2 separate regions of the Gossypium hirsutum genome follow, and region 2 is linked to region 1. The links are chromatin contacts, called in public Hi-C maps. All regions are on one chromosome and are shown on one strand. The core of a region is the stretch at or near the end of the contact, and the rest is flanking DNA. Distances in the headings are between cores, read along the strand shown. Region 1 holds the start of LOC107902308 (probable pectinesterase/pectinesterase inhibitor 6). Region 2 holds the start of LOC107903729 (21 kDa protein).

Region 1 (5,018 bases), core at 1,234-3,733:
ATCACCTTCATCTTTTTTCTTTTTTTCCCAATATTCCTTCAAACGAGATTAATCAACCTTTTTTATGGCCAAAAAAGTTAACAATGTATTCCCACTTCCTACGTAATATTATAATCGATATAAATACCAAGATTTTCATATAAATAAATAAAAGTCTAAGTATTTGAACCAACGTATTTGTTCATTTATAAATACAACAATTTCAACATGATTTATTATACAACCACTTCTCCTCTTTGACAAATTCAATTATATATACATAGTCTTTATCACCCAAAGCTATATGACAATTTTAAACATAGGGTTACTTTGGTATTTACATTTTTCCTAATGCCGAAATCAACAAATTCATAGTCCAACATCAAATGGCACTCCACTCCCTGGAATCCATGCATTTCCAGCGAGAAAATTACCAACAGTGAATTTCCCGGCTTCAGTAGCATCTATAACACGATATCCACCCCACTTCACTCTCCCCCCCGTGCTTGCACCGGTGCCGGTATTCATATGCTCAGCATAGTAAAGACTACTTAAAGCAAAATTCCCACTTCATGGTAACCAACCTTCTGCCTCGATCAGTCCATCCAAACCAGTCTTCATAAACACAGTTCTCGAGTATTTCTGCCATGGTCGCCCCAAATAGTTCTTGAATGAACCCTGAACGACCCTCAGGTCAGACGCCTCCGTCACACGTGAGTTGTGGACGATTATCCCCGTATTCTCATTTGGGTCAGTTCTTGCTTGTGCTGTGACAGTGTTCATTTGGCCGCTCATTGGTCGTCGAATATAAATGTTGCAGTTTTGGAAAACGGCGATAGCGTCACCGAATATGAAGTCTACAGTTCCATAAATATCACAGTCGCGGTAGAATTGGCGTTGGGAATAGACATATAAGGTATCTTGGTAACCTTTGAAGCTACAACGGTAGAAGACTGAGAAATCAGAGCCAGAGCGGAGGGCTACTGCCTGATGTTTTTGAGGTCCGGCAGTGTTCTCGAAAGTGATGTCACGAGCTATGAAGCCATCACCGACAACGGCTGAAAGAAGAAACGAACGAATGATGTGAGTAATCAAATGATAGGTTGAAAATAAGGAAAAAGCAAGAGGACTAATTTTTTTCTCACGTTTTTACTGTTATATTTTCTCATTTAGTTGTGTAAAGAACTATAGTGTTGGTGAAATGGGAGACATAAAAATATCCAACTAATTAGAAAAAAAATAATCATGTTTTTACTATTCTAAAAAGAATAAAAGAACAAATTGATGTAGATTATTTGCATGAGTGTTTTGATTTGTGATTCAAATCATGTTTCTTTTTCCTTACTTTTTCTTCTTAATTTAGGATTACTTTATGTTTTTGTCTAAGTTTAGAATGTGACTTTAAAATAATTTATACATGTTGCTTACCAAATGTTGCAGTGCGGAAAGTTGTTGTAGTTTGAACATTTTTATTACTAGTAACAACCGTAGCGCCAATTCCATCTCCAATTAAAATGATATTTTTAGCTGATCTTTGAATATCAACATTCTCATTGTAAACTCCAGCTTTTACGTGTACGACAGTTCTGTTTCCACCGCCAGCCGCAGCCACCGCCTCCGATAGGGTCTTGAAGTTGCCGGAACCGTCTTGAGCCACCACAATGTCAGCTTTTAATGGTGCACCAGTTTTCTGCAAGAGCTTTCGGTCGACACCGGAAAGCCAAGTGGGGAATCCATTGGCAAGCAGGCGTCTATTGCCAACTTGATTAGCGGTAACATTAACAGTGGGCTTATTGATGGCCAGGGAATTGCTAATCAACTTGGAAAAGTTGGTTAGCATGAGTGGTAAGGTTTGTAAATGAGAGGCCAAGTTGAAGTCAATGAAGCCATTTTGGCAGGTTTGATGGTTGGCTATGGCAGCACTTAACCAGGTTTGAGCATCTAATGGACTATTGGTGCTCTTCGATCGGTTAAGATGGGAAATGGTGTCTTGGTAGAGCTCCAAGCAATCATTCCAAGCCAATTTGGCTCGCTCATTGAAAGAAGTCAAGTCCATGGTAGAGACGAGGTGATGAGCTTGAACTGCTTGGTTTAAGGTGACCTGAATCGCAAGGTCACGGAAGGAGAAGCGGGTTTGATCAAAGGCAAGGCTTGATGTTGCAACATTAACACCATTTCCCATGAAATGGTTGCAGACATCAGGGTAGGGTGTTTGGGTACATGATGTTATTGTAGCTGCAACGTTCCCTAGGGGAACACAAGTGAAGAAATAAGTAATGAGAAATGGTATGGCAAGAAGCTTATCCATAAAGACAATTGGTTTTAGATGTAAAGCTTTGAATGTTTGAATTGATGAAAAGAAAGGGAGGGAAGAGAGGTTTATATAGAGCTACAAAAAAGTGGGAGAAAACATGAATTGTGAAGGGGGATCAATTTCCTCATTTACTGGGCCCAGGGGCTTACTTTGTGGCTCAGGGCATTTGTATGGTTTTTTCTTTATTTTATTTTGTTAATACTATGGACATAATAACAAATATATTAATAATAAGAGGGTGAAGTCATTGACTCATAAGTCTTGGCTATTTATAACTTTAGACACTTGAGTTTGGTATAAAAGAATTTTCAAAGCAATTTTGTAGTTGGAACAACCTTTTCTTCCTATATGGTTTTTTATGCATGTCTCCAACTCCAATTCTCCATTAACAAATTATTAACATACATATTGCATCAAATCAATAAATTGGAAGCTTTAGGCAACTAATAGGGATACATATTCATTCCACTGACCCTGTGGAGTAGCATATATTATTAGGACAATCTTTTTTATTTTTTATTTTAGATAATCTATTCCATTCTCGGGCTTTAAGGCATTCAAGTTTATTCTCTCTATTTTAATTTAATTCATGCTAAATTATTAAAAAATAATTACAATTATTTTTTTTGTATTAAATTATAGTAATAAAATTAAAGGTTGAAATATATTTTTCTAAGTCTTTATAGATTACATACATTTAAAATTTAATCCTTAATTTTATTTTTAAGTTAGTCTCTCTACTTTTTAGATTTAAAATTTTAAATCTAATTATTTGTGTGACTTTTTAAACTTTTAAAAAACAAATTCATTTAATAATCATGTAATAATAAATATGATATTGAAAAGTATTTTTGACTTGGAAGTTATAATTATAATTATTTATTATTGGTTTTAATATTTTCTTTTTCCTCTTTTAAGACATGGATTATCTATATTTGACATGACAAACAATATAATCCACTAATTTAAAGCTTGTTTGAAGGACCCTATCTACAAGCAGACCACCACTAGTATTTTGTCCATCAAAACTATAAAATTAAATTGCACCATCAATATTGAATTAGTTTGCATCATTCTATCTATTTGATTTAAGTTCCCTCTTTCGCTTTATAGCTTTTAACTAAATTCATAGTTTAACTTAATGCTTCCAAGCTCAAGAAAGAGAGCTAATCCTTCACTGTATTTCATTCTTTTTAGAATTAAAAAAAGTTATTACTACAATAAATATTCTATTTAACAATGAAAAGAAAATCTATTTTATAATTACAGACAATTGTGCTATAAAAAAACCATTCATATTTCATCGTAAATATTTGATACCTAATATTTATAATTGCTCTTCTTAATTTAGTAAAATAAAAACTTGAAACTCATTTTTTCTTTTCATCTCAGACAATTGCAAATTAAAATTTGGTCCTTAAAATAGCACAACTTCTGTCCGTATCCTAAATCTTTATATTTAAATTACACTTTTTTAAAACTATAGATATAATATATTTTTATTTATTTAACTAAATACCAAACTATCCAATTACAAGTTAAAAACTAAAGAATAAAAAAACTTATTTGGAACTCCGTTTTATAAATTACATATTATCATGAAAAGATTTTGTATTACTTTTTTCTACAAATTCATTTTTTATTAAGATAAAATTACAATACATCCTTATAGTTTAAAATAGAATCAAGTAGTACAATACACAAACCAAATTACAAGTACAAGCAATATGCCCTAACTACAACCATCATCAAATTATTAGAAAGCAGAAAGCACAGGCCAACGACTTGATAGTTAAAATATATTTAGAATAAAATATAAATTGATAATTATAAAGTGCACATGGTTAGACTTAAATTCAAAATGAAAGATGGATTGATAACTCAGTCGTTTACAAATAAACATAATAAAACTCGAACATGAATAATCAAAATACAAAAACATCATTACCTTTAGAAATTCATTCTTCATTGTCAATTGCCATGCTTCCCTAAGATCAATTTGTTAAAAGCTTCCAATTTAAACATTTGTGGTCCTTTTATATTTATATATATATATACATTATCTAATTAACAACTTAATTAACTTTATTCAATATATTTTCTCCTTGAAAACAACTTCCATCTAAGAAATTTCAAAATTCAATGATTTTTATAGCGAGAATATAAGTCTAGATATTAGTTAGTAGCTTCCTGCAATCAGTAATCAACGTGGGTAATTAAAACATTAAAGTTCATACTATCAGAAAAAAATTATGATAGAGGTTGCATCAACTCCAATCTCAAGATTTCTAATGTTCAAGTTAATAGCTAGTTATAATTCATCACATAAATCCCAAAGTTTTGCCATCACACTAGTAGCTAATGGAATGTGTCAAAATATGCCAATAAACCATTAGCCATGGTGATCTCGAATGAAGGCTCCTGTTCCTAATTTTCATGGATTCCCTTTTGGAGAACCAGAAATATTGATTTTTAGCCATCCTCTTACAAGGGCTTGCCAATTTACCAAAATGAAGTCAATGAGTGGTCTTTTTTAAATTGAGGGTGGGATGACAAAAAATTGCCTAGCATCCATTAAACCTTTATAAGTAACTGAATCTTAGAGACCTCATTTACCAAAAATAATGACATTACACATGAGCCATATTTCCCATATCATGAACCTAAAAACCATACACTAAGGTATCTTAAGGTTTGGAGCCAAGTTTTACACTTCATATTGGCA
Region 2 (5,018 bases), core at 1,663-4,162, 210 kb before region 1:
TAACAACTATTTTCTTTTTGTAAATAAAAAATAATATTAGATTGAATTCAAAATTTAAAACTATTGTTGCTTAAGTAATTATGATTAAGATGAACATCCAATAAAGTTGAAGCTTCAGATATCTCCGTATTATACCTCGTCTCAATCAAAAGAATGCATTCAAGCGTGCTTACATTCTATGATTTTTGTCTCATGCTTAAAAGAGAGATAATAACAATCTTTTTCATCCCTCTCGGATGGTATTAGGAAGCTAGCTATATGCAAATGCTTAAACGCCATGGTCGTATTGTCTAGGCCTTAAAGGGTAAAACAAAAAACCTTTTTAGCAACCCACAAATAGGTACTAATTTTAAATGAAACCCTAATCACATGAGCAGAATCTCAGTGCTAAATTTAGCGGAGTGACCTCTCCACTGTCCAAAAAGATGCTGGAAACCAATAGAGAGGAGGGAATGGTTGGGTTGGGGCCCTACAGTCGGTTAAAGCAACGGAAAATATAGCACGCTTCACTGTAGTGGGTGTAGGAATAATGATCTGGAATGGGCAATGTTTGAACCTCCTAGCTAATTTAATTAACTAACCCCTTCACATAAAAAACTATCAATCAAGTGTGGTCGGTTACTTCACCCGCCCCCCACTTGGAAAATAAGTACGGCTGCTAATATCACGTATTTCCTACTTTTCAATCTTATATGATTCTAATAATTTTCTTTAAACATAACTATGGATTTATGATCTTAGCTTTAAAGTTTTGGGTTTTAATGAACTATTATTTAATTATGTTCAAATAAAGTTATTAGTATTTATTTATAAGTCTATTATTTTTTACTTTATTTAATGATAAAATGTTGAGTTATTATTCATTGTACATAAAAATTTATACACTGATAGTACATCAAATATATTCCCTACTTATAAAATTATTTCAAGTGATATCTTAAATAAATTGATATTTAATTATCTCATACATCAATTATAATAATATAATAATCAACATGTAATAAAATACAAATCTTTTTATGTCATTTAACTCAAACTAAAACCCATTAATTTGTAATGTTTTGGTTAATAACTGAGTATTACGTATTTCTGATAAAGATAAATAAAGATTCAGAGTTACATGTATGATAACTTGAAACCGCTCTAATTACTTAAATAATGTACAAATAGCAAGAAAAATTAGGCAGCAAGGCACAAATTGTTATGGTCCATCCGTACTCAACCACTTGCATGTTTTATTTATATAAAAGGTGGGTGAGGAAGTGTGAATCGTTCATCAACGCCTAGTAGACGAATGTGGAGTGTCGACTTCTGGTTGATTGCTTGGTGGATGCACCGCCTCCAACCAGCCGCAATTTAAAACCCATCTTTTTATTTTTCTTTCATATGCCGCAGTTTCACACTTGCATGCTCCACTTCTCTTCGTCCTGACTTGTTAAATGTTTTTACTTATTCGTGCATTAGCATTAGCATTAAATAATTTATGACAACTTATATCTACCAAATTAAACAAGATTCTTTTTAAAATGTCAGTTTAAAAATAAAATAAAAGCTTACTGTTTACATATATTAATTTGAGAACTCTAACCTTACATATAATATAATATTTTGGGTTAAGTGCATCATGTGTTCAAATTAGGGTTTAAAATTTTAAACATTATAATCAGGGGTGAAGTCAGAAAAACTTTTTAGGGGGTCGAATGAAATTTTAATTTTTTATAGTTTATATTTTTATAATTTGTAAAGGATTAAATCGAATTTTTATAATTTTAGGGGGGTCAAAGTGTAATTTTACCTTTACTAATTTAAAATTTTTAAAAAATTTGAAGGGCTTAAAATGTAATTTTATATTTTTGGGGGCCGGGGCCATGCCAGCCCCCAACTTCGCCCTGATTATAACATATTCTAATTAAGGCCTTAATGCATTAATATTATATCAATTGGGTCCTTTTGTTAGCTTAACTATTAGCTTGGGTATTAAATGTTAGCTTAAAACATATTTAAAACACTTGAATCAAATCGTTAATGTGTGTGTTCTTATTATATAAATAACTTGGGTTTGACATGTTAAAAAAGAATAATCCAAACGACAGGTACCACATGTATATTACGTGTAGTCTACATCATATTCAAACTAGTGTCTAATACTTAAATTGACAGTTAGACTGACAAAAGGGCCTAATTGATATAGTATGAATTATTTAAGGACTTAGCTAGAATAATTTAAATCTTAGAGATCAATTTAAAATTAAGTTGATAATTTAAGTCTGTTTGATGAAATTAATCCTTACACTTTTACCCAATGTTGGGGCTGTAGTATAACAAGGGAATGAATGGAAAGTAAAAGAAAGCAATACATTTTCTCATGTTTGGATAATTTCTTTTATTTTAAGTAAGGATATTCATTTACAAGTTAAAGAAAGGAAAGTGACATTTCTTTCAAGATGTAAAATACCATTTTTATCCTATAAATTTTTTATAATTGAAAAAATCATTATAATTAGTATTTCTTTTACTTTCTATATTTTAACCGGACAAGGGTTGTAAATATTACTTAATTTTACTTTTTACATTTTAACCAAATAAGGATGAGATTTAAATAAAACATAATATAAGAAAGAATTCACACATAGCATATAGTAAAACTCAAACTCAAGTATTCAAAATCTCATAAAAAACAATTATTGAATTATAATCGGATTATAAATACACAAAGAACTTATATTTGACATACAAGACATGTATAGATATCTTTATACAATTATAATTTGTTTTCGAAAAAAATAAGGTTAATTATTTTTAATACATTGTCAAAAAAAGTAGATGTATTTTTTTTTTTACCCATACCCATTTAAAACCCTGTTAGAAAAATATAAAACTCCACTACTTTGGTAGTAAATATTTTTAGGAAATTTTCTATATAACTCACATGACTAAATCTGGTAGTCACCAATACATTATGTAGTCAAGGCAGGAAAGGAAAAGACAACAATGGCATAGTTGAAAATTTACAGAACAATAATGGGTAAGAAAGTAAAAGAAGATCCACTCAAGACGCTACAAAAACCATTGCTGTCCTCTCACTCATACCGTAAGTAAGTTAACAGAGCAACCACCTTCCGGACATCAACACGATTCCCAAAATAACTTCTCTTGCTCTGAAAGAATACGACCCACAGGCATGAACATCAAACACCCCCTCTCTCCCCTCTTCCTAACCTTCCTCTTCTTCTATCTCCACCCTATCCCAACCCTGTGTTCCGCCGACTACGACGCCAACACCACCACCCCATCAAACGCCACTGATTTCATCCGTATAAGCTGCTCCGTCACCTTATACCCCGACCTTTGCTTTGCTTCCCTTTATGGCTACGCCAACGCCATTCAACAAGACCCAGCTCGTCTAGCTCGTACTGCCATTGGTGTCAGCCTCTCTAGGGCCCGTCACATGGCAGCTTTTGTCTCTAACCTCTCCCGTGAAGCAGACTACGGTGCCGACCCACGAGCCAGCTCCGCCTTACACGACTGTTTCTCCAACATGGATGATGCCGTGGATGAAATCCGGGGCTCCTTGAATGAAATGCGGCGGCTTGTGAATCCGGGTTCTGAGTCTTTTAGGTTCCAAATGGGGAATATCCAGACATGGATGAGCGCTGCTTTAACGGACGAGGAGACGTGTACGGATGGGTTCGAGGATGTGGGTGACGGACCCATGAAGACGGCGGTGTGCGAGAGAGCGGCGAATGTGAAGAAGTTTACTAGCAATGCGTTGGCATTGGTTAATAGCTATGCAGAAAAGGGTACACATAAGTTGTTGAATGAGAAAAATGTATAATTTCTAATAACCTGATAGTTCTTCTTGATTGCTTTGCTTCATTTCAACTCTTTTTTTTTTCTGTACAGTGATTTTGAAGCGAGTCTGTTTTATTTTTCTGGGTTGGTAAAATTTGGATTTTACTATGTTCTTTCCATAGTGACAGAGAACAGAAAGCTGCATCTTTTTGTTTGTTAATGGAACTGAGTTTGCCGAGTTAAACACTGAGTTTAGTGAATTTTTACAGAAAGCTGCATTAATTTGAATGAATACATTACAAATAATACATACACAGCTGAAATGAATCACTATTTACTCAAAAGCTAAAATCAATGAGTACAATAAAAAATTTCTTTTCTTAAAGCACCTTAATTGCTATAAATTAAAATGGTGCATTTAATAATTATGCTAGATTTCAAGGACCCACACCAGTACTTTATTAATTCGTAAATCACTTTCTCTTAAAAGTGTTTCTTTTCTAATAAACAATATCATTTTGTTACAATATTTCTTATTATATTCCATAATTCAAATTCACATGCAGTTATAATGTTCTTCACTTAACCTTTATTTATTTAATTATTTAATTTTGACAATGTTGACTATTCTCGTGATTTTACTTAGGATAATCATGCGCATCACATGCATCAAAATAATCTTATTATAAAGGTGTAATTGAGAATTTTATCCAAAATTATCTAACTAATTAATCTTTTCATTTTAATTTATCAAATTTTTGTCTTCCTATTTTACTAAAATTAAAAATTTGAATGGATTTTTTTTAATTTGTTAAATATATAAAATGATTAAATGATCCTCTAATATAAATTACTAATTTTCAAGTCTAATGATTTAATGGTAATATTTAATATTGTGATTAAGTTGGGTTAACTTTACAATTTTCATAAAATATGAGGATAAACGAAAGTAAATAGAATACTTATTAAATAAAATTTATAATTAAAATTAAATAAAATATTGGTACAATTAATGAACCAATTTTCATGCGTAATTGAAAAGAAGTTAGATGTGAGTAGTTGCATATGGTATCACAATGATGAGTTTAATTAATTGAAGGACATAAATTATACAACAGTCACAAAAAGAGGAAATGAGAGATGGACAGCAAGTTAAATGTCGGGTTGGTTTAGGTTGGATTTAGTGTCTACTAACTCTAAGCTTTTGGATTCTTATAGAGAGAAAT

Evidence for each region. A called contact is a pair of places that touch in the nucleus more often than the background predicts.
Region 2: a contact with region 1 is called in a Hi-C map of callus, with 4 times the contacts expected there. The contact joins the promoter of LOC107903729 here to the promoter of LOC107902308 in region 1. A contact is called at or near these places in 3 of 34 Hi-C or Micro-C datasets (callus, hypocotyl and leaf).

Annotation. Positions count from the first base shown.
Region 1 is chrA01:82,492,395-82,497,412 of Gossypium_hirsutum_v2.1, reverse strand. It overlaps LOC107902308 (probable pectinesterase/pectinesterase inhibitor 6), which reads right to left and starts at 2,483. Exons shown (of 2, transcript XM_041111538.1): 1 at 1,408-2,483; 2 at 236-1,037. The coding sequence starts at 2,287. The coding sequence ends at 550.
Region 2 is chrA01:82,703,699-82,708,716 of Gossypium_hirsutum_v2.1, reverse strand. It overlaps LOC107903729 (21 kDa protein), which reads left to right and starts at 2,912. Exons shown (of 1, transcript XM_016829876.2): 1 at 2,912-4,036. The coding sequence starts at 3,182. The coding sequence ends at 3,835.